Regions from separate parts of the Mus musculus genome. Here all the other regions are linked to region 3. Evidence: chromatin contacts called from public HiChIP or PLAC-seq and promoter capture Hi-C data. All regions are on one chromosome and are shown on one strand. The core of a region is the stretch at or near the end of the contact, and the rest is flanking DNA. Distances in the headings are between cores, read along the strand shown. Region 1 holds the start of Ssr2 (signal sequence receptor, beta). Region 2 holds the start of Arhgef2 (rho/rac guanine nucleotide exchange factor (GEF) 2). Region 3 holds the start of Dap3 (death associated protein 3). Region 4 holds the start of Rxfp4 (relaxin family peptide receptor 4). Region 5 overlaps Gm40090 (a long non-coding RNA gene). Region 6 holds the start of Efna1 (ephrin A1).

Evidence for each region. HiChIP or PLAC-seq counts read pairs in DNA pulled down with a chosen protein or histone mark. Capture Hi-C pulls out chosen DNA fragments and counts their contacts.
Region 1: an H3K4me3 HiChIP or PLAC-seq map of embryonic stem cells shows a contact between it and region 3, with 5 times the contacts expected there. The contact joins the promoter of Ssr2 here to the promoter of Dap3 in region 3. A contact is called at or near these places in 7 of 39 promoter capture datasets (cranial neural crest, hematopoietic stem and progenitor cells, hippocampal neurons and 4 more), 4 of 115 datasets of contacts at active chromatin or transcription factors (astrocytes, embryonic stem cells and large pre-B cells) and 2 of 9 other capture datasets (adipose tissue and macrophages).
Region 2: a contact with region 3 is called in a promoter capture Hi-C map of pancreatic islet. The contact joins the promoter of Arhgef2 here to the promoter of Dap3 in region 3. A contact is called at or near these places in 6 of 39 promoter capture datasets (the HPC-7 cell line, cranial neural crest, frontonasal cranial neural crest and 3 more), 1 of 15 datasets of contacts at CTCF or cohesin (the NIH/3T3 cell line), 15 of 115 datasets of contacts at active chromatin or transcription factors (the SCID.adh cell line, astrocytes, differentiating embryonic stem cells and 10 more) and 4 of 9 other capture datasets (adipose tissue, embryonic stem cells, liver and 1 more).
Region 4: a promoter capture Hi-C map of adipose tissue shows a contact between it and region 3. The contact joins the promoter of Rxfp4 here to the promoter of Dap3 in region 3. A contact is called at or near these places in 6 of 39 promoter capture datasets (cranial neural crest, frontonasal cranial neural crest, hippocampal neurons and 3 more), 1 of 484 Hi-C or Micro-C datasets (embryonic stem cells), 4 of 115 datasets of contacts at active chromatin or transcription factors (bone marrow-derived macrophages, cardiomyocytes, embryonic stem cells and 1 more) and 3 of 9 other capture datasets (adipose tissue, liver and pancreatic islet).
Region 5: an H3K27ac HiChIP or PLAC-seq map of embryonic stem cells shows a contact between it and region 3, with 8 read pairs. The contact joins the enhancer-like site here to the promoter of Dap3 in region 3. A contact is called at or near these places in 1 of 39 promoter capture datasets (cranial neural crest), 5 of 115 datasets of contacts at active chromatin or transcription factors (astrocytes, embryonic hindbrain, embryonic stem cells and 1 more) and 2 of 9 other capture datasets (adipose tissue and pancreatic islet).
Region 6: a promoter capture Hi-C map of liver shows a contact between it and region 3. The contact joins the promoter of Efna1 here to the promoter of Dap3 in region 3. A contact is called at or near these places in 4 of 39 promoter capture datasets (3T3-L1-derived adipocytes, the HPC-7 cell line, hematopoietic stem and progenitor cells and 1 more), 1 of 484 Hi-C or Micro-C datasets (embryonic stem cells), 4 of 115 datasets of contacts at active chromatin or transcription factors (the SCID.adh cell line, extraembryonic endoderm stem cells, memory CD8 T cells and 1 more) and 2 of 9 other capture datasets (liver and pancreatic islet).

What each region holds. Positions count from the first base shown.
Region 1 is chr3:88,576,705-88,581,150 of GRCm38.p6, forward strand. It overlaps Ssr2 (signal sequence receptor, beta), which reads left to right and starts at 2,904. Exons shown (of 6, transcript NM_001356317.1): 1 at 2,904-2,982; 2 at 3,176-3,330; 3 at 4,270-4,368. The coding sequence starts at 3,176. It also overlaps the pseudogene Rtraf-ps.
Region 2 is chr3:88,619,578-88,624,475 of GRCm38.p6, forward strand. It overlaps Arhgef2 (rho/rac guanine nucleotide exchange factor (GEF) 2), which reads left to right and starts at 1,582. Exons shown (of 22, transcript NM_008487.4): 1 at 1,582-1,744. The coding sequence starts at 1,682. It overlaps Gm20652 (a long non-coding RNA gene), which reads right to left and starts at 1,528. Exons shown (of 2, transcript XR_375820.2): 1 at 1,454-1,528.
Region 3 is chr3:88,948,705-88,953,036 of GRCm38.p6, forward strand. Dap3 (death associated protein 3) reads right to left here and starts at 1,578. Exons shown (of 13, transcript NM_022994.3): 1 at 1,164-1,578. The coding sequence starts at 1,166. It also overlaps a transcript of Ash1l not described here.
Region 4 is chr3:88,651,039-88,655,793 of GRCm38.p6, forward strand. Rxfp4 (relaxin family peptide receptor 4) reads right to left here and starts at 2,104. Exons shown (of 1, transcript NM_181817.1): 1 at 860-2,104. The coding sequence starts at 2,104. The coding sequence ends at 860.
Region 5 is chr3:88,602,018-88,606,314 of GRCm38.p6, forward strand. It overlaps Gm40090 (a long non-coding RNA gene), which reads right to left. Exons shown (of 3, transcript XR_003954655.1): 2 at 3,991-4,129. It also overlaps a transcript of Arhgef2 not described here. Among named protein-coding and RNA genes, the nearest start is that of Gm40090, 3.2 kb to the right of the region's middle. Within about 2 kb of position 1,799, at least 41 of the 459 cell types and tissues checked have an H3K27ac peak or open chromatin away from gene starts, as enhancers often do. A contact at or near this core is called in adipose tissue and embryonic stem cells, where this site is marked.
Region 6 is chr3:89,278,096-89,282,602 of GRCm38.p6, forward strand. Efna1 (ephrin A1) reads right to left here and starts at 1,550. Exons shown (of 5, transcript NM_010107.4): 1 at 1,356-1,550. The coding sequence starts at 1,447.

The DNA of each region.
Region 1 (4,446 bases), core at 1,654-4,153, 370 kb before region 3:
TGATGCTGAATCTGAAGGAGGTTAGCCAGAGCCATGACACCCGCCTTAAAATCAGGATTATTTACATCCAAGTTGATCAGTGGCTCTGCATTTTTAGCTGCATTGTCAGTATTTTTCCTGTTATCAGGTACTAAGTCCTTGTATTTTTCAGCGTTATCTCCATATTCAAGTCTAACAGCTAAACCAAGAAGCCAGTCAATTGCTTCTTGCTGATCCTGAATCTTGAAAGGACAGTTAACATCTTTGAGATACTTTTCAAAGAACTTGGGCCAGTCACTGCTGTGGATGTTTCTCAAGTTACCTCTGTCTTCAATCTTGTAGTGTCTGATTTTCTGGTCTTCAAGCCAAACGTTAAAGTTTCTAAATTCTGTTTCATCTTTGCATTTGAAGCCTGAGGGGTTGTGGTAATCCAGGGCCGTGAGCTTGCGTCGGAACATGGTCCCCGCTGCTCGCGCTGGCCGCCCGGGCCACCGCTGGGACAGGAGAAGCAAGGTGAGGCAGCAGGTGGAATTCTGAGTTCGAGGCCAGCCTGGTCTATAGAGTGAGTTCCAGGACAGCCAGGACTGCACAGAGAAACCATATCTCAAAAACAAAACAAAACAAAACAAAACAAAACAAAAAACAAAACAAAAAAAAATAGAATCTCTTCTTTGTATTTTTTCAGGAGTAATTTGTAATCCACAATAAGGCAAAATTCTTTTCTTTTCTTTTTTCTTTCTTTTTTTTTGGAAAGGAAGAAAGGAAAAAAAGAAGAAGAGTTTAGATACTTGAAAGGCATAGGCAGGTAGATCTTTGTATATTTGAGGCCAGCCTGGTCTCCAGGGCAAGTTCCAGACAGCCAAGGCTACACAGAAAAACCAAAAATAAGAAGTTTGGGTCTTCAAAGAAAAAGATCACCATTCCAACTGAAGAGTCTGGACAAAGCACACTTTATTCTGTTTGGTTTGTGTCTTAGTTAGGGTTTTACTGCTGTGACCAGACACGATGACCAAGGCAAGTCTTATAAAAAAACAACATTTAATTGGGGCTGGCTTACAGGTTCAGAGGTTCAGTCCATTATCATCAAGGTGGGAGCATGGCAGTATCCAGGCAGGCCTGGCACAGGAGGAGCTGAGAGTTCTATGTCTTCATCCAAAGGCTTCGAGTGGAAGACTGACTTCCAGGGAACTAGGGTGAGGATCTTATACCCACACCCACAGTGACACACCCATTCCAACCAGGTCATACCTATTCCAACAAGGCCACACCTTCAGATGGTGCCACTCCCTGGTCCAAGGATATACAAACCATCACAGTTTGGTTTTTGTTTTTTTGAGAGACAGGGCTTCACCCTGTATTCTTGACCAAGAGACCGAGCTCAAAAGAGCGAACACGTGGAAGCAGGAAGTGCAATTGGATTTTTTCCTAGCTCAGGTGATAGCTGTCTTTTCTGACCTCCTCGAGCACTGGGCATACACATGGTGCACATATGTACATGCAGGCAAAACACTCAAACACATAATAATAAAGTATTCTAAAAAAAAAGTAAATAGTTGTAAGAAGTCAATCAAGCCAGGCAGCCATGGCGCACACCTTTAATCCCAGCACCAGAAGGCAGAAGCAAGTGGATCTCAGAGTTCAAGACCAGCCTGATCTACATAGAGTTCAGGTATATAAAGAACCCCCTCCCCACAAAAAATGGGGGGTAGGTCAATCAAAGGGTTAGGCATTGTTAGCATTTTGTTTAAGCTCCACCCCACAGTTACCTGGCAACAGCCAGGTGTGCCTGACTCACTATAAAAGGGGCTGCTTGCCCCTCCTCTCTCTCTCTCTTTCTCTCTCTCTCTGTCTCTGTCTCTCTCTTTCTCTCTCTCTCTCTCCACTCTTTCTTTCCATGAGCTGATGGCCAGCCTCTACTTCTCCCTCTCTCTCTCTCTCTCCTAACTCTCAGCTCCTCTTCCCATGCCCTGAATAAACTATTCTATACTATACTGTCCTGTGGCTAGTCCCTGGGGGTGGGGGGAAGGGATGCCTCAGCATGAGCCCGCGGTGGCATTCCCTAACCCCACACCTTACCACACATCCACCAAACACATTTCCTCTCCTTATCTTTTTATAAACACAACAGGCATGGTGACACATGCCTTTAATCCTAGTTTCACTTAGACAATAGAAGCCAAGGGATCTCTTGTGAGTTCTAGGCCAGTCTCAAAAAAAGAAGAAAAAAAAGAAGCATAGGGTGTCTGTCCCAGGAGAGCCAGGCGCAGTGGGAGAAGGTTCTCTCATCACCCCACCAGCATCTATAGTAGTGCCAGAGCACAGAGCAGGTGCAGAGTAAACCCATCCTGGATGTAAGAGTGCTACAGAAGGGATGTGGAAGAACTCTCCTGCACATGTGCTATAAGCATGTTTACATGTTCATGTGTTTATGCACATGTGTGTGTGCACATGTAGAGTTCAGAGGAGAACTTGTCGGTGCCCTATTAAATGGGTCCAAGGATTCAAACTCAGGTGGGCAGGCATGGTGGCAAGTGCCTTTACCTGCCGAGGGGTCTCTCTGGCCCTGTTTACTAGTTGTCTGAAGTCTCTATAAAGTGCTAATTACATAAGGCAGTGACTAGCAGCTTGGAAATCTAAGAATTCAAGGAAAGGCTATATCAGCTACTTCAGCCTTAAAACAAAGTCGGCGACTCTTTGAACTTTGAAATTGTGCCTATGCAGCTTATTTCGTTTTAGTTTAAACAGAGGGGTTTTCCATGGGGTAAGCATTAATGAGAAGAAATTGGAGGACACACAGGAAAGAGTCAAGGACTCTAGGTAACTCAACTCCTTTGGGGTATCAGCCGCCATAAAGGGGAAGGTGGGGCTTGTTTCAGAACTACAACATCCATAAGGCACAGGAAGGGACATCAGGGTTTCCGGTCAGATCCGTTTCCGGTCTTTCGGAGGCTGACGTTGTTTTCCGGTTGTCTGTGGCCCAGGGAGGCGTTTGGGGTGCTCACGGTGAGTCTGGGAGACGCAAGAGCGCTGGGGTCCCCGCTGACCCCGCCTGGCCGGCAGCGCGGTACACACTGCTGTGGCTTGGGCTCGCGGCTGCGGACCTGGCGGCGGGGCTGGAGTGTGGCGCCGCACAGGCTGCCTGGCTGGCAGTGTTTCCCATGCTTGGGTCGATTGCTCACTTTGCTTTTTTCCAAAGATGAGGCTGCTGGCGGTTGTGGTGTTGGCTCTGTTAGCCGTCAGTCAAGCAGAAGAAGGAGCCAGGCTTTTGGCCTCCAAATCATTGCTCAACAGATACGCTGTGGAAGGGAGGGACCTGACCCTGCAGTATAACATCTACAACGTCGGCTCCAGGTAACGGCCTAGAGTTCGCCAGCTTCCTTCTGAATTCCGAGTTTCCACGTGGGCATAGAGAACGTTTTGTTGGGGAGTGAATTCTCTTTTGGAGTCCTCCAGTATCGAGTGCAGTGTGTGAGTGAGTGAATGAATGAATGAATGAATATACTAGAGGGCTTACCTTTGTCGGGTGCTTTTTGAAGGTGAAGACATCCTTAGGTGAATTACAAGAAACCACTTTGGGGTCTCAGAAGGCTTTCAAAGGCAGGGATAAATTCAGCTTGTGAAAAAGGAAATGCAGACACAGAGTGTACATCTGTCCTCTTACCTCGGGTGCGGACTCCCAGCTTTCTTCTTTCACTTACAATCACTTTTTTTGTTGTTTGTTGTTTTTCAAGGCCGAGTTTCTTAACTGGCTGTCGAAGAGTCCACTCTTAGACCAGGCTGGCCTCAAACTCACAGACATCTGTCTGTCTCTCACACTGCTTCCCGAGTGCTGGGATTAAAGGCATGGGCCACCACTGCTGGCTCCTATGAGCACTTTTTTGTTGTTCTTTCCTTTTATATATTTTTCCATTTATATCTTACTTCCCCTGTCTAGAATTAGAGCAAGATTACCTTTGGCAATTCACTTCTGAGCAACAGAATCCAGGCCTTGATCTGGATTCTTCAAAACAGGCCCAACTTACTATGGGGGTTTCTTTTGACCAGCAGGTGGATTTTCCAGTCAGTTCCCTTAGTTTTATGTCCCTCACTCTTATTTACTATATGTAAGTACACTATAGCTGTCTTCAGACACTCCAGAAGAGGGCATCAGATTTCATTACAGATGGTTGTGAGCTACCATGTGGTTGCTGGGATTTGAACTCAGGACCTTCGGCAGAGCAGTCGGAGCTCTTAACTGCTGAGCCATCTCGCCAGCCCTGTCCCTCACTCTTTATTTCCTCTGCTTTCCAGCGCTGCATTAGATGTGGAATTATCTGACGATTCCTTCCCTCCAGAAGACTTCGGCATTGTCTCCGGTATGCTCAATGTCAAATGGGACCGGATTGCCCCGTATCCTTTTTTTTAATGGGTGGTGAGGGCTGGGGGAGGAACATTGCCTGGAAAACATCAAGGGGGCTGCAAACAGAC
Region 2 (4,898 bases), core at 332-2,831, 330 kb before region 3:
AAGCGGGGCAAGTCTGGAGGCTCAGAGCCAATAGGAACATGGCAGGTCCTGAGGCCTTCCTAGGATTCCTTCAGAGAAAACAGAATTGGTCTGGGAAAGTCCTTTCTGCCTCATCTGGCCAGCCTGAACTGGACATTGTTTCTTTTTCCCTGGCCTTTACTATATAAGGACCCTGAACAGGAGAATGGGCACAAAAGGTGAGGGAGTTCCTAGGCAGGAGATAGGTCAGAGGAGCAGAGTGGGAGGGGAGCAGAGCCGGGGTGAGGAGCTGAGGAGCCCAACCAGCACAGCGGGTGGATGAGGCAGCCGAGCCCAAATTAGAGACTGAGGCTAAAATTGGCACTCTAGGAGTGCAGGGCTGGGCTGGAAACCTGCAGCCCTAACACCACCCTCCCTGCCCCGCTACCGAGAAGAACAGAGCAGAAGCTGGTGACAGTGGCTGGGCCTCATCTCCCTCCCTCTTTCTTTTTTCTTTCTTTCTTTTTTTTTTCGGTGTTTTGAGACAGGGTTTCTCTGTGTAGCCCTGGCTGTCCTGGAACTCACTCTGTAGACCAGGCTGGCCTTGAACTCAGAAATCTCCCTGCCTCTGTGCAACACCACGCCTAGCCATCTCCCTCCCTCATTACCACACACTTTTGGGACTAGATTAGGTAGTACCCTAAATTTTTACAAAACTTTGCCCCAGGGTGCTCAGGTTTTTACAGAGAAATCGGAGACCTTGATAGGTGGAAACGGAGCAGACTGGAGAATTTCCCCAGTGGCAGGAAACTCAGGTTGACTCAAAGGGTCCAGAGAAATGAAAACCCACCCACACTCCTCAGCAAGCTCAAACGTTTCCAGACAGGGCCAAGTTGTTTCTATAGTCTCCTGTGGCAGAGAAAACTGGTGTCAGGACACAAGGAAGGATTTCCTCAGCTAGCCTCAGGAAAGGTGGAGCCTTCTCACCTTCACTGCCAAAGTAATTGGCAGAGGTGGGGCTGAGAAGGATGGTCAGAGTGTGGTCCACAAGGCCCAGAGGGGTGAGAAGCTGGGCGGGGGGTGGGGGGGGGTGAGGGGAAAACCCTCTCTTGTGGACTCCTAGCTTTTGGAAAGGAGTCCCCTTCTTCACTCTTTTGGGGGAGTGAAGCCTGTTAACGATGAAGCTTCTAGTTCCCCTTTCATTGCCCCCTCCCTCTTGTCATACCAGTCCAACATTGTAAAAGCGGTCTGTGTACTCAAGCCTGTTTGATGAGTGAGCCCTTATGGCTAGGTCTCCCAGTTACCGATAAGGTGATAGAATCCCCTTAGGGTCTTTAAAGAGTGAAGTTACCCGGAATGGGCGCCGGTGTTTTTCAAGGACAGCCGAGCTAAGGGAGGTCGCTGAGGTCAGAGAGTGTTCCTAAGCGCTAAAGGGAAAAGGGATCCTCGAACCTGTCCCAAGGACCCCTGTCCAGCAGACTGCAGCGATACTAACCCCGGCGTCCCGTCCGGTGCGCGGGTACCCCGCCCTGCCTCCGCTCCGCCTCTCCCCTTCCTGAGCTCGGGTGGGGGAGGAGACTAGGGTTTGAGGAACTGGTGCTGGGTGCAGGGGCGAGGGGACTCAGACTTCCTGTCCCCGAGGCCGACGCGTGCGGCCGGACCCCTCCCCCGCCGTTGCTGGACACCCGGGGCCGCCGCGTCCTCCCGCGGCTCACGCTGGATTATGTCTCGGATCGAATCCCTCACTCGCGCGCGGATCGACCGGAGCAAGGAGCAGGCAACCAAGGTGGGCTGGCTCTGCGACCGGGCGCCCTGCCGACCTCTGGGCCTCCGCCCCGCGTCCCGCGTCCCCCCGCCCGCTCTGGGGCGCCCGAGTCCGCGCGCAGCGGCCGGACGGGGTGGGTGGGGCTGCGAGCGCGTGAGGAGGGGGCTGGAGGACCGCAACGTGACCCGCGTCTCCAGCACCCGCGCAGCTTCTGTGCGGGGATCTAGGAGAGCTGAGCTGGGTTACCAGTGGTTCGGCGGGACCGAGTGTTTTGGGCCGCTCGGAAGAAAGTTGCTCCGGTAAGGGATCGAGCGGGAAAGAGGGGCGAGCGTGTCGGGTTCCTAGGGACGACGCTCTTGGGCACCCCTTTCCGCACCCCAGTTCCGGGGGTTGCTTGCGGCCGTGCCCGCTAGCGCCGGCTCGGTCGTTCCCCCTTTGTCCCCACCAGCGGGTGGAGGGGGCCGGAGGGGGTGTTTTCCAAGCTCCCTCCCCCACCTTCCCGCCCCTCCAAGACAAAAGTCAGCTCCTCCTCTTCTTGCGGATGGACTTTCCAGCTGTGATTCAGTTCTTGCCTGGGGTAGGCGGGTGGCTAGGGGTCAAGACAGCAAGCGGCCGCCCATTTTCTCCGCCAGGCCAAACCGATCCATCAGGTGAAGCAAGCTGCCTTTGTGTCGCTGGGATGCCTTCTCACATCCTGAGCGTCTCGGTGCCAGGACCCAGAGTAGTTCCCACCCTTATCTGTTTCATCAGCTTCCAGGCTCCTGGTTCTCCAGCCGCCTCGGTTAACCCAGTTCCCCCACTCCCCTCAGCCATATTTCGATTATCGCCTCGGCTTGGGGGCCCTTCACCTGTCATCTGGAGTCTGGCTGTGTAATTATCAGCACACTCTGCAATACGACCTCTCCAGCACGCCTTTACAAGTGTCCTTTATTCCTGTCTTTGTATTCAGACGCCCTCCCAAATGCCATGACTTTCCTCACCTCAGCTCACAGGAAGTGGTGAAGCCGAGGAGGACTTGTAGATGAATAAGTGAAGCCAGGGGGGCCTGGTTCAGGCGGACGGCGCCTCCCTGTACCTCAGGACACTCACATTATAAGGCTCTCTCGGAAAGCAAAGGCAGGAAGGGCTTTAATCTTAATCCCTGTCCTTAGCGAGAGCGTAATGACCCTCCCGCAGCCAGCCAACCAAGCAGATCATTTTCAGGCTGGAAAGCCACTCTGCGAATGGAAAGCTGCCCTCTCCCTTCCTCCAAGGTTCCAGGCTTTAGCTACTTGCTTTACTGCTACACTGGGAGAAGGTCGGTAGGGGTGGAGAGCCTCGGGGGCGGGAAGCTCAGTTTGAGGCTTTTTGTAGGGTTTCGGGATGGGAGTCTGCTCACCGGAAGAAAGCTAGCAGGGCTCTGAGCAGCTCCAGGGTGAGGTGACTGAGTGTGAATTGTGGGGTGGCAGACAGGCTCTTAACAAACCCTAGCGACAGGCCAGGCCCCAGCTCCCAGAGTCTGTTTATTTTTTCAACCGTTTGAGCGAGACCCTGGAGTAAAGCCAGGGTGGGTGGGGGGAACTTTTTGAAAGCACGGAAATTTGGTTCCACCCTAAAAAGGAAAGCCACTGGGGGGGGGGGGGCAGGAGAGGCAGACCTGTGGGGCTGTACGAAGACATCCTCAGGGGGCCTTTCTCCAATCCAGACACCTGGCATCTCATCCCCTGTTTTTCTTTTTTTCTTTTTCCATAACACAGTAACTGGAAATCCAGACTCCTGGCTTTTTTATCTTTTGACTATGCTATGGAGAAGGGATCAGGGAATCTGACTGGTTTCCCAGAGACCAGTGAGTGGTTCTGAGAGGGTAGAGAGACCAGGGGAAGGAGGGAGGTTGTCAGTTTGAGCTGGTCGGAAGGGGAGGGACACCTCCGGAAAGCTGTGGTTACTGAAGTGGGGGAGTTGGTTCCTAGCCACGAACCCTGGATCTCCCCCCCCCCCCCCAGCGCACCAGCTGTCTCCTTTCTTTTTATACTGTGCTGGGAAGTCGAGGGGCCCACTGGAAATGAGATTATTTGAGGAACGTGGTCTTCCCCGATACCTACGAGGGAGGGAGAAAGGTCAACCCTGAGATCCGCTGCCCTCCCCCACCTCTTTCCTTACTTTGAGATATCTTCTCAGAGGGAAGAATTCAAGTGTAACCTGCCCCTTTCTCCTTCCCGGCATAGGATCGGCATAGGATCGCTCCTTCCGCCCCTCCACGCTTGCTTCCCTTTTCTCTGCATTGTTTCTGTTCTTCCAGGCTGTCTTCTGTTCTCCGCCCCCTCAGTTCTCTCTGCCCTACTTCCTACCTCCTCAAGCCTCAAAGCTGCTCTTTCCATCTTTAGGCCCCCTTATCTCTCCACCCTACTTTCCTGAGCCCTAACCGTCTTGGCCCACAGAACAAAGCCAGGAGCACCATGGGTCTTCCTGAACCCTGTATGTGATGGGGAGCGGGGAGAGCGGGCTGCCTTTGTTCTGAGTTCCAGAGAGGTGGCTGGCTTTGTTTGCAGGGCCAGGAGGGCAGGGCTGGGGGGGAGCCCTGGAGGGAAAGAAGAATCCTGACAGTTTGGGAGACTGGAGGAGTTGGGTCCTCGAGGAAGCTGAAGTCTGGAGGCCATCCAAAAAGCTTGTAGGGGTCATGGGTGTTCAGCAAAGCACTTGGTGAGGAGAAAGCGGCAAAGCTGGGCCCAGGGAGCTAAGACTTAGAGAGGTCACCTAGGGACTGCAAGATAGCTGGCAGCACCTAAAACACCCAGGGGCACCAGAGGAGGTGAAGGAGGGTCTGGTTTCTGGTACCAAAACTGTGACCTTCTATCAGGGAGGGCACAGATCAAACTGTGATTCCCAAGTATTGTCCCATGCTTCTTGTATTGGGGGTGTGTCTCTCCGTCATAGATGCTCAGGGGTGATCTTTGAAAATTCGTGCTTACCAAGCTGAGTGGACATAAGGAAGTAGTTCCCATTTTAAAGTTTAGCCTCTGTGTTGATGTAGGATGTAGGTTTTGAGTGAATTAATTGGTCGTGGTGGTTTCTGGAGCTGGTGGAGAAATGGCTGAGAAGTGCTGGCTGGACCCTTCTGGGTTTGTTTGTGTCTCCTTAGGGAGGTGGGGGCAGGGCTGCAGGCTGCAGCTACCCCCTCCCAACTCAGCTGGCCTGC
Region 3 (4,332 bases), core at 328-2,827:
TTCAGGCAAGCTTGGGCTAAAGAGTGAGACTGTCAAAACAAACAAATAAACAACCACTCAAAAGACAATTTAACCCCTATTCCAAAAAAAGACTGAATATTAATTGAATGGGTTCTGGAGATGAATGGAACGCAGTAATGTTTAAATTTCCCCTGAATCACAAAGGTAAGAATTCACAGATAAGAAAGGAAACTTAAGGTGCCATTCCTCTAAAATTTTGCTTTGCTTTTTGTGGGAGACTAAAAATGAGTAGATCAAACGTTGGGGTTTTAACATCACATGCCCTGAATTCACTCATCCAATGTCAACACGGAAACAAATACTAGCAGCCAATGAATGCCATAGGTCTGGTTTAACTAGCAATTTAGATGAATAGAACACAAACTACCAATTACACCTACAAATCTTATCAACATCAACAGCACTGTAAATGATAACAATAATACTCCGCATTTTCCCCGTACCCAGGAGCTAATTCTGCTTTACATATATGATCTCATTATTTCATACTCCAACCCTGAAGGTATATTTTGGGGTTAGCTAATTTTTACTACCAGCATCTCATAAATAACTTGGAAAAATTTGAAGGCCTAAAAGATCAAATCCAGAAATAAAATCTCAGTGCATAGTTTCATCCCCTCACACACTCAACCTGCGGGTGGCGACCCGAGGAGAGGTCTAACAACCCTTCACAGGGATCCCATATCAGATATCCTGTATATCAGATGTTTACATTAAGATTCATAACAGCAAAATTACAGTTACGAAGTAGCAACAAAACTAATTTTATGGTAGGGAGTCACCATGTGGAACTGTACTAAAGGGTCGTAGCATTAGGAAGGCTGCGCGGACCACTGCTCTAACATCAGGCTGCCAGTTGCAAACCGAGTTCGCACAATCTTTGAGAAGTGCACAAGGATCACACAAGCATCACAGAGGATAGGTACCCTCTGGGACTTTAACAAGGTTAAACTACATTAACATATTAACAGCCGTTCTGTCCGTTCATCCTCCGGTCCCAGGTCCGCAGCCCCGGGTCTGAAGGATGCCCTCTTGGAGGATCACCGACACTGCTGCCCTCATTCCCTATCTCGGGGCAGTTCAAATACACGCTCCTTTCCCTCCTTCATCATTGCATCCCCTGTGTGGCTCAGTCCCCTTACCATGAGTCCAACACTAGGACTCCTGCTCCGGTGACCCGCACACACCGCCAGCGGCTGGATCCCAGGCACCCGTCCTGCAGTTGTGAAGCAAGCTCGGGTCGTGTGGCAGGAAGCTACCCAACGCGCAGTCGCCGCGGCTGCAACCACAGCCCAGCGGAGGGGCACCGCGCCACCCGCCCCGCGGCCGGAAGCGGGCAGCAAGCCTCGGCGTCGCGGTGGCCCGTCCCAGGAGGTCCGCGCCTAGGTACCTTCGCTCGCTCTTCAAAACATTCCGGTCACCGTGGCCAGCCTCGTCTGCGCGGGCGTGCCCGCTTCTCCCCGGCCCCAGCAGGGGCGCGCAATGGAACGTCCCGCGGGGGGGATTGTGGGAGGCGCACGTTCGAGGGGTGGGGGCGAAGGCGGCGGCAGCCGTGGCTGCCGTTGGTAGCCGTGGGGGCGGGGAAGAGAGGGAGGCGAGCCGAGGAGGAGAAGGAGGAGGAGGAGGAGGAGGAGGGAGGAGGCTCGGGCTCGCGCCAAGGAAGGTACGCGTGAGGGCCGAGAGGGAGTCGGGAGCGCGCGAGCCGGAGGCCCCAGAGCGAGCGCGTCGGTGCTGGCGGCGCGGGGCGGCCGGAGGCGGTGGTTGGAGGGCGCAGCTCGCGACCAGTCCGGACCCACTCGGAAGCGTGCGGGCGGGCGTGCGCGCTGCGCGGCCGGAGTCGGGTGAGGGAGGGAGGGAGGGAGGGAGGGAGGGCGGCGGGGAGAGCGCGCGGAGGGAGGAGTGGGAGGCGGGAGGGGGGGCACGCGGCGCCCTTCGCTGGCTCGCTCGCTCCCTCCCTCCCCAGAGCCGCCGCCGCCGCCGCCGCTGCCGCCGCCGCTGCCGCTCCCGCCGCCATTTTGGGTTCGCTTTGCGGAGGGGGGAGACGATCCCGGTCTCGGTTGCCGGACCCGCCTTCTCTCGGTTTCCCCTTTCCCGACCTACGCCTTTGGCTTCTCCTCTCTCGCGTTTCCGCCGGTCCGCTTACCCGCTGGCCGCCTCCTGACAAGCGGGAAGGGTTACAGTGTGGAGCCAGGGAAGCCGAGGCGCCAGGCTGCCACCCTCTCTCTCTCCACTTGCCTGCACTCGGCGCTCTCGGCCTCGCACGGTGAGTAGTGCGGTGTGAGCAGGCCTTTGAAGGCCCCAAGTAGTCTCTCCTTGGCTACCCGGGATCCGCTGTCACCCCCCCGGACCTGGACCTCCGGGAGAGCGGGGTGAGGATGGGGGAAGGGAGAGCAGGGATAGGGATCCTGAGCTTACCGGGAAGTCCCTCTAGGCGGGGTGACGGGGTGTCCCTGACCAGCGGGCTCTTGGTTTGGGGGAGGGGGACGGGAAAGTAAGCGAGTGGAGGCGGAGTCGCTTGTGCCCCTGACAGGTTAGTTTGTGTAGTAGGCCCGATTGGAGCATCCCCCAAGATCCAGTTTATGTCTGTTTAAGTAAGGGACAAAAGTAGCAAGGGAGATGATCTTCAGCGGGTAGTTTACCTGTACAAGATCTGTGGTGTTCTCGAAAGGCGGAAATATATGCAGACATGACATAGTGATCTGAGTGTTAATAAGTTTAATAAATGTCACTGGTTAGTTTCTACTTGGAAAGAAATGTTTTGGGTCTTGAAGACCAGATGGTCTGTTGGTTTATAGCTGCTCTGTTTATATGTGTATAATTCGAGGATGGAGAGTGTTCAGGAAGAGTTTGCCTGCATTTGGGGAAGTTCCCTTTGTAAGTTAGCTTATTTAAAAACAAATGCTGGGACATGTGTTCTCTAGGTCGATAAATGTGCATGTATTTTAGCATTAGTATGATTAGTATGATAATACAGAATGCATGCTAAGATCAGGAAGGGGAGAAACTTGACATAGTCTGTGCCTTTGAATAGAGTCAGTTGTGTAAATATGAAAGCCAGACCAACATCCTCAGAGTGATCGCTATTAGGCTGAGAATAAGGGGAGATGTTTTTGACCGTGTGGATTTATAGTAGTGCATAAAGTTTTTATATTCAGAGTACTCTTTCAGTTCGTAATCCTAAAACTGTAAAAATTATAGGAGAATAGGAAATCCCGGCATAAAGAGGTACTTTTCCAAGGTCATGTGTTAAATTAGTGGCAATGTTGAGATATTTTGATTACTAATTTAGTAATGTATTGTCCATATTATCATAGTGCCTCAGGAGATTGTTATTGCCAAATACAAGTGTATTTTGAAAGTAGGTAAATATGATTGGTTAGATTATGCTTGGGAGAACTTAAAAGTGTCAAACATGTATAGAATATACACTGTCCTATATGAGATAGGTATTTGTAATTTTGTTGTGTTTACAAAGCAAGCAGACCACTTCTGACAGCTTAGTATGTATGAAAGTTCCAATGTGTTGCTGGGCAGTGGTGGCACATGTTTCTAATTCCAGCACTTGGGAGGCAGAGGCAGGTGGATTTCTGAGTTCGAGGCCAGCCTGGTCTACAGAGTTGGTTCCAGGACAGCCAGGTCTACAGGGAGAAACCCTGTCTCCCAAAACCAAATAAATAAATAAATAAATAAATAAATAAAAAGTTAAACTGCTTCCACAGCCTACTTTGTATCTGTATAGCTGTTGTTTGTTGCTGGTTGGGTTTTTTGTGTGTGTGTGTGTGGGGGGGGTGGGGGGTCAGGGGGAGGGTCAGGGGGAATAGATTAACCCTGCTAGCAGGCATTCTACCAAAGAGCCACACTCGTATTTGGGCAGCTTGACTTTATTTCTGCCAGTGACAGGATCTTTTCGGACTCATCCAACAAAATAATTGATTCCTGTCTTGGGGTAAGAATTATCAAGATCTGTTGATTAGGTTGTTGGAATAGATAGGGATGCATAAGAGGGGAGTTGTGAACATACAGAGAGCAAATAAATCTGTGGAACTGAAACCACCAACCCTTTTTAAAAAACCAGTCTGAATGTGGCACACACTTGCAATCCAAGCATTCCGGAGGCTGAGGCAGGAGGCGCCTGAGCTCAAGCTTCACATTAAGTTTAAGGTCAGCCCCTGGTTACAGGAGGCCTGGGGTCCACTCTAGCTCCAGGGTATCTGGCACCCTTTTCCAGTCTCTGCTGATGACTACACACTACACACACACACACACACACACACACACACACACACACACACCCTTTTCCAGTCTCTGCTG
Region 4 (4,755 bases), core at 854-3,353, 300 kb before region 3:
TATGTTTGCTTCTGACACACGTACAAGTGTGAACACAAATGTACATGCAAGCATGCATACATACATACATAAGTACAGGAAAGAAGGAAGAATAGGCTAAAATGATCTGAAAAGCTCAACTTGTTGGCACATGCCTATAATTCGAGCATCTGGGATCAAGATTAAAGATTCCAAGCGACCCTCAGCTTTACAGTGTGAGACCAGCCTGGGTATGATGAAACCCTGCCTCCAATTTTAGAAGGGGAGAACTGACTTCTAGAATAATTTGCGTGGGGGGAAGATTCCAGCCCACATGCTCTGGCGCTTGGCTGAAGTGCAGTTGTACTCAGTGAGACTAGCTTCTGGTTTCTGACCCTCAGCCTACAAAACTTTTCTGTATCTCTTGACTCCCCACCCCCACGCCCAGACCCTTGTGATTGTTACCCAATCCTTGATTGAAAGGGACAGATCTATTCACTATTCTCAAAGGCTATACACTCAGGGTCTGCATCTTGTGGCAGCAAAACGACAGACAAACGTTGAAGGGGAGGCTTCTACATCATTCCTAATGGGTACCTCTAAGATGACAAAAAGCTTATTGGCCAGAGAATACATTTTTGGGTTTGGTACCAAAGAGGCATAACGGGTGCCCTATTCTAAAGTGACAGGGAGAACCGACACCTGACCTGTTAGTCTAAACCGGGTGATGGACGTTAGTTATCCTGTGAAGTACTTGCATGAAAGGTCAAGACAGTCTCTGACCGATCTGGTTTATTCTCAGTTCCTCTTTGCCATCTCCAGAGATAAGCTTTGCCACATCCACCTCCTGTTTGGACTCCAGCTTCTCCGTTCTGTCACACCCAGAGTTGGTGATCAAAGATCAGACTTCTCCTGGGGACACAGCAGCCTGACTGAGAGAGCAGCTGCTCCTCCCTAGAATCTGTGGGCTCTGCCCCTGATAGGTCTCAGAAAGGAGAGTGTTCAGGCTGCATCCTTCATCCAGGTGTTCCATTGTGTTTGTGTGTGTCCTAGAAGAGCCACTCTCCTGGGTGCTGGCTACCGTTCTCCCGCCTACCTCCTTGAGGGCCATTTGTTCCATGCAGGCCTTCCTTTGAGGCCACAGTCTTGACCAGAGAGCTCTGAAGGAGCTGACAAGAACCTGCTGGGGCTCCCGCCGCAGGAGACAATAGATCACAGGGTTGAGGCAGCTGTTGCTGTGGGCCAAGCAGGTGGTGATGGGAAGGATGTAAGTATGAAAGGTGTAGAAAGTACTGTCCCAGGGCACCAGGTCAAACCTTACCAGAATTTCCCAGAGAGTGACTACATGGTTGGGAACCCAGCAGAGGGCGAAGGAAGCCACCAGGACACGGACAGAGCGGGCTACCACTCGGCTGTCCTGCCATTGTCGTGGCCTGCATCTTTGCTGCCGCTCTAGAAAGGCCAACAGCAGCAGGTAACTGGTGGTAATGACTCCCAAGGGCACGATGAAGGCCAGAACTACCCTCTGTAGCTGGTAAGCTCCCAGCCAGTATCTGCTGGGGAAACGCAGAAGACAGAGGCACACGCCCCACAACTCAACTTCAGCCCCAAAGATTGCTGTGGGCACAGTCACCAGGGCAGCTGCCACCCACACTGCCAGGGTGACCACACGGGCCCAAAAGACTGAGAGGTGACTACCTGGTCCCACAGCCATGGCTACCACCCAGTATCGCGCGATACTCAGTGCTGTGATTAGGAAGGTGCTGGCATAGATGCTGAGGACGGTGGTGGTCAGGACTACCTTGCAGAGGGCACTTCCGAAAGGCCAGTGGAAGTCCATTGCTGACTCGGTTGCCCAGAAAGGGAGAGTAAGGGCCAGCCCCAAGTCTGCTAGAGCCAGGCTGAAGACAAAGGTATCAGAAGACAGGCCGGGCACACGCTGACCACAGTTACCTAGAACCCACAGTACGGCCAAATTTCCCAGCAAGCCAATGATACCTACAAGTCCATAGGCCAGTGCAACCATGATCCTCAGAACAAGGAACTGGACAGGCATGGCAGCACCGTCAGTGCTCAGCACGCTGTCTCCAGAGCCATTGACCCAGAAGAGGGTGGGCAGAGAGGCAGAAGAATTGGATGTGGCCATCGCAAGACCGCGGAGGTTGCTAGAGCACAGCAGAGCAGAGGAACCAGGGAGTGCCCGCCTTCCGGCCTGGCAAGCAACCACCCGCCGCCGCTGTTGTCTCAGGAGAGCTCTTAGAAGAGCCCTTGGAATCTGGGTGTTGGTCTAGAGCTTCGGGTTGTAAGAGCCCCTGCCCATGCTCACACCTAAGAGGGACAGGTGTGGGTAGAACAGCCTGCTTCTTCCCAGTTGGACAACCGTGGTGGGTGGGGCAGTGCAAGGGAGGGCTATGTTCACACTGTCAACATGCATGTAATAGGGAAGGAAAGGGAAACAGTAGAGATGTGGAGCCAAACCAGAAGACGCTTTTTCTCTCTCCCCGGAGTGCAGAGAGCTCTCTGAGAAAAGGAGAGGTGTGAGGAGAGGTTAGGGAAGGAATATGGCATTAGAAAACCAGACTGGGAGTCAGAAAAAGAGAGAGGAACACACATCACTCAGAGTCCCACAGTTGCTGTGCCTTTCCTGTGTCTCTCTGATTGGGGCCCTGTGCTGCTTTGCTTAAAATGTTAATGGGGGCAGGCCAGAGATCGGGGCTGTTTGGGGAAAGGGGCCTGCTGCCAAGCCTGGTGATTTGAATTCAGTCTACAGGATCTGCATAGGAGAAGGATAGACATGCCACTCACAAGCTGCCCTTTGACCTCCACACTCATCTCACACACACACACACACACACACACACACACACACACACACAATTCTCCCCCCAAAAGTGTTAAGAAAATATACAATTCAGCGAGATGCCAAAGAGCTGTGGTCACTGCTACCTGCATGGCTGAGGCAGCTGGATCACCTGATCACCAAGGCCAAACTTGGCAGTACAACAAGGTATAATCTATATATAAATAAATACGCCCGTGGAGATGGCTGTCCCTGGAACCTGCCTACATAAAGGTAGGAGAGGACAGGCATCCCGGGGTTGTCTTCTGACTTTTATACATGCACAGTAGTATGTACCCCCCAGCACTACTAAATCTTCAAAATAAGATTAGATGGTGACAGGCTTAATGGTTTGCTGGCACACCCAGCCTGGTCTGTCTACTGAATTCCAGGCCAGACAAGGTTAGGTTCTGAAACCCTGTCTCAAAACCAAACCAAACAAGTTTGGGACTAGATATCAAGTACCTGCTTGTCGGCCCTGACAATGTGCACTGGGTGGTCAGGATCCACAAGGTGGGAGGAGAGAACAGATTCCTGAAAGTTGTCCTGACATTTGCCTGCATTCAGTAGCATACTGAACATCCATGCTCACACAGGCAAATACTATTTAAATAGTTTTAAATTGGGGCTAGAGATACCTAAGGAGTTAGTATCTTGCAGATGACCTGCGTGTGGTACCCAGCACCCATCTAGTATCTCACCGTCATCTATCACTCCAGTTCTAAAGAATTTGACCCCCTCTTTTGGTCTCCACTGGCTCGAATGTGCTACATGTCCATACGTGCAGACATACATATAAATAAAAATTCCTTACAGAAGTTAAATCAGATGAAGATAGTCCGTTGTTCAGGGAGCTAGCGTGAGTCCATACCTTGTTCTTTGCATGATGACTGTCATTTCAAGGGGAAGTTTGGAGCATTGGTCATGGAAGGAAGCAGGACAATGAACAGCTGTTATCATGCCAAGGGAACACTGCCAACTAAAACACAGGTCAGAATTCAGTGCAGTACCATGTGACCTTGATGCTAAGAAGGGGAAAGAAATGAGACGGAGGAAGTTGCAGTTCCCTGTATACCCCTTCTGGGCACATTGGACTTGTGAGGCCATAGGTGGATGACCACGGCCACACCTTCAGGTCTGCTCTACATCCCTGAACAGTCCTGCCAACCTGTCCCACCCCCACTGCCACTCCATTTTTCTGGTGTACTCAGAGCCCCGTCATATCCACATTCCTCCATATCCCAAGCCTCACTGTAGAGTTCTGGAACCTGAGAAAAGCCTTTACCACACCTCATCCTGTCTCCCCATGAGCTCAGTCTCAGCTGAAGACCGTCTCTAATGGCATCATCTCCTTTCTCTCCTCACATCTCTCTCCACGGCAGGAGCTTTGGGAGAGAGCATGGACTGGGGAGGTAAGAGTGAGATTTTTTTTTCAAGGATTCTGAGAGCAGTTCGGCACTCTTCTGCTGGTTAAGGAAGTATCTGGTACTCGGTTGTCTTGGGGTGCTGGGGGTGGGGTCAGAGAGGCATTTCAGAGAAGCTCTAGCCCATATGAGAACCCCAGACGTGAGAGAGTTGCTTTCTGGGAAACAGAATGTTGGGGTTTTGAGCAAGAGAGAGGTGGGATGAGGTTGGCAGAAGGCACTCAGCTGCAACCCAAGGGCTACCTGTGTTATAGCTGTGAAGAGAAAGGTGTCCTAGCAGTCAGGAGTCAAGGAATAATAGCACAAAGTCACTCGGCACAACAAACCCCACACAATAGATTTATTGGGAAAGACACCTCAGCTAGGGAGAGAAGCTACAGAGAACTGAGCAGAAGACACGTGTTATACAGCTTTTCTTGTGGGGCAGAGTTTTCCAGGGTGGGGGTTGGTGAGATTTCACAGCCTGAGCTTGTGCCCGGAGGGGTCTTCCTGACGTCATAGTCTGAGTCCGACTCATGTCAAGTATTCATTTCT
Region 5 (4,297 bases), core at 549-3,048, 350 kb before region 3:
CTTACATAAATAAATAAATAAATAAATCTTAAAAAAAAATAATAAAACAGCAACAACTAGTTGGGAGATGATGGCACATGCCTTTAATCCCAGCACTCAGGAGGCAGAGACAATTGGATCTCTGTGAGTTCAAGGCTAGACAGGGCTACACAGTAAAAAAAAAAAAAAAAGAAAAATTACAAAAACAAACAAATAGTTGCAGTAGTTCAGAGGCTGAGGCAGGTGAGTTTCCATGAATTCTTGAAATACTTGGGTTACATAGCGAGGTCCTGTCTCAAAACCCAAAATCTAGGATTGTAGCTGAATGGTCCAACATTTTCCTGGCATGTGTGAGCCCCTGGGTTTGACATCCAGCACTGTAGATGTTAACAAGGCAGATATGGCCTTGACACCTAAGGTTTGCCGTGATCTATCCTAAAGGACCCCTCCCGCCTCCTCCCTTCCAGGGCTCTGAGCATTAGACAGGCTGTTCTTTTCTCTTCTTCCTGATAACTTTGCACACAGCGGTGTTAGTGTCTGACTGTGACTTTTTATTTTCTCTTTTTGTCTCAAGATAAAACTGCAGGTCACCTTACACAATGCCTATTTCTGCTTCTGTCTTTCTAGGTCTTCACTCCAGGAAGCCCTAAATAACATAACAGTGGCAACAATAGAATGTGTTCCTAGCATGGGAGTTATGTTAATTGCTTGATGCATGTTGCTCTCATTCATTCTCTCTCTCTGAGAACGGGTCTCTCTATGTAGCCCTGGCTTCCCGGTAACTCTCTACACAGACCAAGATGGCCTCTGCCTCGAGTGTGTGTGTGTGTGTGTGGGGGGGAGAGGTGAGCACCTCTGTGCCCAGCTATCGTCAGTATCTTAGCATCCTTGATATTCTCGTAGGATAAGTAGATAGGTGTCTTTTTTTGGGAGGTGGGGGTGGTTCAAGACAGGCTGTGTAGTTCCGGCTGTCTTGGAACTTGTTCTATAGACCAGGCTGGCCTCAAATTCACAGAGATCTCTCAGATGGCCTAGTGCTGGGATTAAAGGCATGTGTCCCCTCTCCCCCCACCCCCACCCCCCGTTAAACCCTAAGTGTCTTTTTTTTTTGTTGGTTTGTTTTTGTTTTTGTCTTTTTAAAAAGATTTATTTATTATATGTAAGTACACTATAGCCATCTTCTGACACTCCAGAAGAGGGCATCAGATCTCATTACAGTTGATTGTGAGCCATCATGTGGTTGCTGGGACTTGAACTCAGGACCTTCAGAAAAGCATTCAGTGCTCTTACCCGCTGAGCCATTATTCCAGCCCCCCCCCCCAAGTGTCTTAATCATGATTCTATTTCTGTGAAGAGACAGCATGATTGAGGCAACTTATAAAAGAAGGCATAAACGGGGTGCGGGAGCAGTAGCTGAGAGTTTATGTTTGATTCACAGGCAGGAGACCGAGAGAGGAGGTGGGGAGACACTGGAGCTGGTGAAGGTTTTGGAAACCTTAAACCTACGCCCAGTGACACACCTCTCCAACAAGACCCCACCCATTATTCTTTCCCAAACTGGGGACCAAACACTCAAAATATGAGAGTCTATAGAGGCTCTTTTCATTGAAACCACCACAGTGAGGAATGCCATTCTTGTATTTTCTAAGACAAAAGTGAGAAGAGAAAGAGGAGGAGGAGGCAGTAACAGAAGCCCAAGACCATTCCTGCTTAGGAAGGTTGTACTTGTAAACCCAATTAAACCACAGTTACACCTGAAAGAAGCATGGGGTTGGCTTTGAGCGACAGCGCCCCCTGCTGCATACATTTAAAGTTCTCCCCCTAGTTGTTAGTCATTGGTCAGCAGCTTAGTCAATGAAGTCACCAGAGAGGTGGAGACAGTCCAGGGCAGTAAGGGGTCAGGAAGATAAATCAAGGGACAGCTTAGTGTTTTTTCCTGCCCTGTTACTTCATTTCAAGCGCCTGTTTTAGAATCTCCTATGTGTGTCACCGGAAACAGAGATGTGACCTCATTGTCTACTTCCTTGTTTCTTCAGCCATTTCCTGAGGAAAGCGGTCTGGGGAAGGTGGGAGGGAGCAATGGAGAGAACAAAGAGAGAGCCAACTCCTGGAAGGTGTCCTCTGACCTCCTTAAGTACGCTGAGCCACACATGCATAAATAATAATAAAGGAGCCACTTGTTTGAGCACCGTTCCACAGCACATGCGTGGAGGTCAGAGGACATTCGGGAGTCTGTTCCCTGCGTCCACTGTAGGATCCAGGCATTGAACTCAGGGAGTCAGGCTTGCAGACAAGTGCCTTTACCCACCAAGCCACTTCACCAGGCCCACATAAGGACCTTTTCCCATTACATTACCAACCTAGTAGCTTTTCTCTTCTCTTGGCCTGACTCTAGCCCCACTCAAAGTCAGCCTGCATCTCCTGTTTTGCTTTCTGGAGACTCCCAGTTAGTAATGTGTGCTGGCCCACTGGTAGACAAAAGTTTTTTTTGTTTTTGTCTTTGTTTTTATTTTTGCTGTGTTGTTGGTTTTGGGTCTGTTTTTTTGTTTGTTTGTTGTCTGTCCTGGAACTTACTATGTAGATCAGGCTCTTCTTGAAGGCCCAGAGGTTTGCCTCTGCCTCCTGAGGGCTGGATCTAAACTTGTGCACTGCCTTACTCTTCCTGGCCAAAGATTTGATAAAATTTCTCTTGCAGCATTTGACAGTTATGTGTGCATGCGCGCACACACACACACACACACACAACTATAAGGACAGACTCAGTATCTGCAGTATCTGCTTTTCTTAGCATGGCTGTTTTCAATATAGATGCTCCATGAGGGATATTAATGAGCAAACAAGAACTTCTCTTTATAGTTTTCATTCTGAAACAAGGTTTCACTGTGTCCTTTAGCTTTCAACTTGCTTTAGTGCGCACAGTGGCCTTGAACTCTGGATTTTCCCGTCTGCCTCCTAAGTGCTGAGACTGCAGACATGTGCCGCCTCTGCCAGCCAGGCTCTCTTCACTGGAAAGAACAGTGTATTAAGAGCTAGAAAAGCCAAGTTCTAGACTTGACCTTGCATGCAGCGGACCTCATGATCCTGAGGCAGGCATTCTTTGCCTCTGCCTCTGTCTCAGCAAAGGGAGGGGTAGGAGATGCTTAGCAGCCTGGCTGTGGAGATGTCCCCACTCCAGGATCTTTTCTTTCTTTCTGTAGTTCTGGCTAGCCCGGAACTTGCTACGTAGACCAGGCTAGTCTCAAACTCACGAAGATCAGACTGCCTGTTTTTAGAGTGCTGGGATTAAAAGTGTGTGCCACCCACACCCAGCTTCTTTATTTCTTTAAAAGACAGGGGCCTCAGGCTGGAGAGATGGTTCATCGGTTAAGAGCACTGGCAGCTCTCCTAGAGGTCGTGAGTTCAATTCCCAGCAACCACATGATGGTTCACAGCCATTTGGAATGGAATCTGATTCCCTCTTCTAGCAAGCATGAAAACAGAACACTTGGCTGGCAGTGGTGGCGCACGCCTTTAATCCCAGCACTTGGAAGGCAGAGAAACAAACAAAGAAAAGAAAAAAAGAAAACAATATTAATATACATAAAATAAATAAATAAAACTAAAAAAAGGAAGTAAAAGACACAGCCTCTTTCTTAATACAAGCTAATATGAAATTCAACATCCAAGCCAGCCTAGCCTGACCCCACTCAGGGCCATCCCCATGAACCTCTTGAAGGATGAGAATTACAGGCCTGTAGCACCATGGCCTCCAGGGTTCTAGAATTTTGCTCACCTCTTTCTTTCTTTCTTTCTTTCTTTCTTTCTTTCTTTCTTTCTTTCTTTCTTTCTTTCTAAGATTTATTTATTATTATACATAAGTACACTGTAGCTGTCTTCAGACACTCCAGAAGAGGGCATCAGATCTTATTATGGGTGGTTGTGAGCCACCATGTGGTTGCTGGGATTTGAACTCAGGTCCTCTGGAAGAGCAGTCAGTGTTCTTACCCACCAAGCCATCTCACCAGCCCTCACCTCTTTCTTCTTGATTCAGGGCTGTCTCCGAGTACCTTCCATGAACAGATCGGTCCCAGGGGAGCCCTTCATAGGTGAAGACCCAGTGCCTCATGGTCTCCCTCAGTGCTGCCCAGCTGCTGTGGAATCCAGAGAACAGCTGGAGGAAGTGGAGGGGAGGGAGGAAAACCAGGAAGACAACAAGGATGGCTTCCACACATCACTCCTTAGAAGGTCCGGGGCTTTCCGTGCCCGCAGTTACACTACTGACTCCTTCAAAAGACACAGTTGGGGGCCTGGCAAGGAGTTCCAGGATCCAATAAGCAGG
Region 6 (4,507 bases), core at 300-2,799, 330 kb after region 3:
TCTCCTACACTTAACCTGCCTGTGACACTTAAGTCTCCATTTGGAAAAGGGGGCTCTATTAGTGGTGGAGTAGACAGGGAGGGGGGCAAGGAAGAGGCTCCTTCCTGAAAGAGAGGAAACCTGGGAGCTTGGGAACGGAAAAGGCCAGGGTTCCCCCCTCCCTACTCATGACTTCCCGTCCCCTCCTCCTCCTTCAGCCGACACCTGGCATGGGCATAAACAGGGACTTTGCTCTTTCCCACTACTAGGGCAGGACTAGGTCAGGAAGGCAAGGGGCAGGCGCAAGGGCAGGCGCAAGGGCTGGTGGGGCGCAGCAGCACTCCAGGGCCAGGAAGACAGTGCCTTTAGGGTGGCAGCTGGCTCTATCTTGCCCTCCGACATGCCCTAGACAACAGACCCTCAATAGGCAGTGCCAGAGGAAACTGGCCCAGCATCTCTCTCAGGGGAAGGGGAGGCAGGCTCACTGGATCTGGGAGGGAGGGGTTTAGTGGCATTCTGTGGCCTCGACTTCTCACCTCTTCTTGTTCCACCATATCCCCCTCTTAGGTTTGGCCCTAACACTCTTCTCATAACTTGAAGAAACTCAAGGGCAAGAACAAAGGGCCCGACAGTGTCTTCCTCTCAATACCATTTGCTTCATAGCCCTAAAACCTGCTCCGGAGAAATTACCTCCTTCCTGTTACAGCCTTTGTAGCCCTGTGAAGCCCCACTCTGCTCCTCCCCAAGCTTCCCAGCGACACTCCTCTTACCAGTCCCTTAGTGTGACCACCTCAGCCACTCCCTCGGTCGACCCATACACAGCATGTGCCTAATTTATGCCCCCCCCAACCTTGGAGGCACTCTTCAGGGTCATCTTAAACACAGAATGAATATCTAATGCCCAAAACCTAGATTCCTACGGAGGTTCTTTCCAAGGCTCCCTGAGCGCTGTGCTTACTCTTGACGTCCATAGGTGCCTGTTAGTATACAAACGCCCAAGTGGCACACAAAAATGAGAGTGCACAGAAGTTTCATGGGGGGACTTAGAGAGCCCCGGAGGCCAGGGCCAACGTTCCAATTCTCAAGGCAGGAGTGCCCAGCAGGAGAGCCTTACTTTAGAGTGATGAGATGCCAGAGGGCAGAAAGAGAGGGCTGAAACAGCCAGCGCCTGTGCGAGCAGGCATGAGCAGGTTTCTGCCCTGGTCGGCTGTTGCCAGGTAGTAAGGGGAGATACAGACGGAGGTGGGGAGCTATAGAGTCCAACCCATCCCTGGCCACCTCTCCTAGGCGCAGGCCAGGGGTTGGCAGGGACAGTTACCCTGCGAAAGGCCATTGCCAACCCGGCACCCAGGCTGCCAGGGAGTCTCAGGGCTTACTTGGGATTTGAACTGTTCCAGAAGACGATGTGGCGGTCAGCAGCGGCCAGACTGCAGCACAGACCCAAGAGAGGGGCCCAAAGGAACTCCATAGCGCGGGGCCGGGCCGAGCCAGGCCAGGACGAGAGCTCTGCAGTGTAAGGTTCCCACAGGCTTCTCCACGGTACAGTAGGCACCACGATCACAAATCTGGCCTCTTCGCTGCTCGACTCCGCCTTTTGGGCTGGCGCCGCCAACACCAGCCCCGCCCTCGCCCCGCCCGACGCGCGCTGCCCCAGGGCTTGATGGCTACGTTGGAGGTGGAGGAAGGGAAAAAGACTCTGGGAGGAAGGACTCCCATATCTCAGCGACGGAGAGCGCTCCGGGGTCTGCACAGATCCTCCCATAGCTGTGTGTGCTCACTTACGGGTGTGGGGGTGGGGGTGTCTATGTGAGGCTCTGTTGGCTTTGTGGGACTGAAAGCCATAGCAAGCTGGAAAAATGGAAGAACTTATACGTGTGGGTCTGGGAACCAGTGGCTTCAGGACTTGGCTTTGCAGCGCGGGGCGCCAATCTTGTCAGGGTGTGAGGTGGGGGGATATAACCACACCTTTCCTGAGATTCACACCCAGGCCCGCGCACTCGCCTTCTCACACTCTCTCGTGACCCCCTCCTCCCCCCGCCCCCCCAGCAACACTCCCCCATGCCTTGACTCTGGCTTGGCTGCCCCTCCCCACACAGACGCGGCTGTTTGTTTTTGTTGGGTTTGTCAATGTTGTCTTTGTTCAAGAGATTGTGTCATCGCTTAGATGCCGGGAATAAAGTGCGACGTTGTGTGTGATCGAGCGTGTAACGTGTGCGGCCAGGGCTAAGGGCTACTCAGTCCATCAGTACTTTATGCGAGAACTCATAGTTGGGCTCAGGGGCTGTAGGGGGGGATGTTCCTAATATTTTCAATAGCGCCAACGTACGCTAATGACCTGTTTATACATTTCACGTGTGTCTTGAGCGAATGCGCGCTTGCAGATGGAATGTGGGAATATGGTCATGAAGAGTGACAAACTAACCGACCTGACACATGTACATATGGCGTGTGTAAATGCGTGTGATGGCGGGTAGGTGTAAAGACACTTGTGTGTGGAAGCGTGTGAAACGCCTGACATACATATGCTAATGTTTGTGAACAGTGTGTGAAGAAGAGGAGAAACGTGTTTGGGCGTGCAGCGGGGGTGGATTGGAGTGGGGGGTAGTTTGGGCGGCTGTGTTTGACTGAGTCTGACTTGGGTCTTCCAGTCGGTGGGCTCTCAGTACCAGGCTCAGAACCCCTCCCCCTCTCCATGTAAACAACCCTGCAGGAATTCACCTCTCGAATCAGCAGCTGTCTGGAGAGGGGTTGGCGGCGTCTGCGCCTGAGATGGAGCTGGCGGGCAGGTGTTTGATTAGGCTCGAGTGCATTCTTGGAGCCGTAAAGTCAAAAGCTGAGTGCTTGGTAGTTTGCGTGTGTGGCGGTGAGCCCGTGTGCGTTGCAGGGTGTGATGGGCGGGGGTTTCTGTCCCTGGTCTCTCTTCTTTGCGGCTGCGCATCAGGGCAAGGCGCGGACCCGGGGCTCTTTGCAGGGTCCGGCCCAGCTTCCGAGGCTTCCAGGCCGTTTCATCCCGGTTTTTTACGGCCAGGCTTGGCGGCAGACCCTGTAATTACATCGGGCCAGGACGCCGTGGCCAGCTCGGTGCTGAGCCTGCAGGGGAGGAGCCAGGAATTGAGGAGGGCTCTGGCTTTCCTCCTTCCCTCCTAGGAGGTGGGCCCTGCTTGTCGCTCTCACCATAAATATTTACTGAGCTCCAACTAGGTGCCGCGCCCCGTAACCCCGCACTAGGGTCAGGGTCCGTCTTTACTCAAGCATACGCCACCGGTGCGCAACCTGCCCTAGGCGACGTGCCTGAGTCCCATGCGTGCGGCTCGTCCCTCCTTCCGGGTTCGAAGTTTATCCGCTGCCCTAGGGAAGCACCTCACGCGCTTTTTGCTCACCTGGAGGAACACCAAGGTGAAAGTCTCCCACACACACCACGAGGGTTCCTTTACTTCATAGGGTTTGGTTCTGTTCTCTGCTTAGTGCCCGGCGCAAGCAATAACAGTAGCCGGTCATTGTTGAGTAATATCACTCACTCTAAAGGTGCAAACTTGTGGCTGCTGTGAAACTCAAAGAGGAGTTAGATAGTGTAACATCTTTAGAGAAAATAGCCCAAAATTGCCCCCGGGGAAGATGGCTTTGGTCCGGATCACCTCTGCTGGCAGCCAATCTCCCTCCGCTCAGCCTAGGGAGGACGTGCCCACCTCCTGCCTGCCTGAGTGTGAGGCTGGAGCAAACTGGATGGAGAGGGTGGCTGAAACCTGGGCACTGACTGGACGCAGAGCCTCTGGCTTAGGATGATCTCCAGCATTTTCACTTCAGGCCTTGATCCTATCCATGTTTTTGCGCTTTTAGAGGTAGCTCATCTGTTTAGGCTACCCCTTGGCTGGATATTGCACCTTAGGCCGCAAGGATGAGGCTAAGATAAAGTCTTCTCCCTCCGGGAGTCCTGAAGTCGATAGTGAACTTACGTTTGGGCACATGTTTTCCTGGACTTGAGTAGTAAAGGAAATAAGTTTGGCAAAACAATCTTGCTAAGTGCTGAGACTCAGTCCCGCAACACATTCGCAGTGCTCCTGGAACCGCTGCGCCGCCTGGTGGGCAGAGAGGAGAGTTTCCGGCTCTGTGAGATGCGGACACAGACAATAGGAAGGACTTCAGAACACAGAATAAAATCTAGGCCTCCTGGGCATCTCAGTTCTAGCTCGCCCCGGCGTGTCTGGCTTTGTTTGGGGCTACCTGTTACCCTAAAGTTGTGTACCTGCGTTGTCTCTCAGCACTCCATCCCCAGGCAAACATCTGTGCTAAGTGGCAAATATGTATGAGCTGTCTGTCTGGGGAAAACCCATCTGTGAATTTCTTCTGGGAATTTTTTGGGGGTAGGGTTAACTCTGGGTGTGCTGGGTAGGGGTGGGGCGATCCTGTTCCCACAGAGAGTACTGCCTAGCCGAAGGCAACTTTTCCAGACTAGAGCAGCCACCAACACTCAGCAGCCTGACTGGATGCTTCAGACCCCAGGGCATCTCTGGGTCCTTGGATGAGGCAG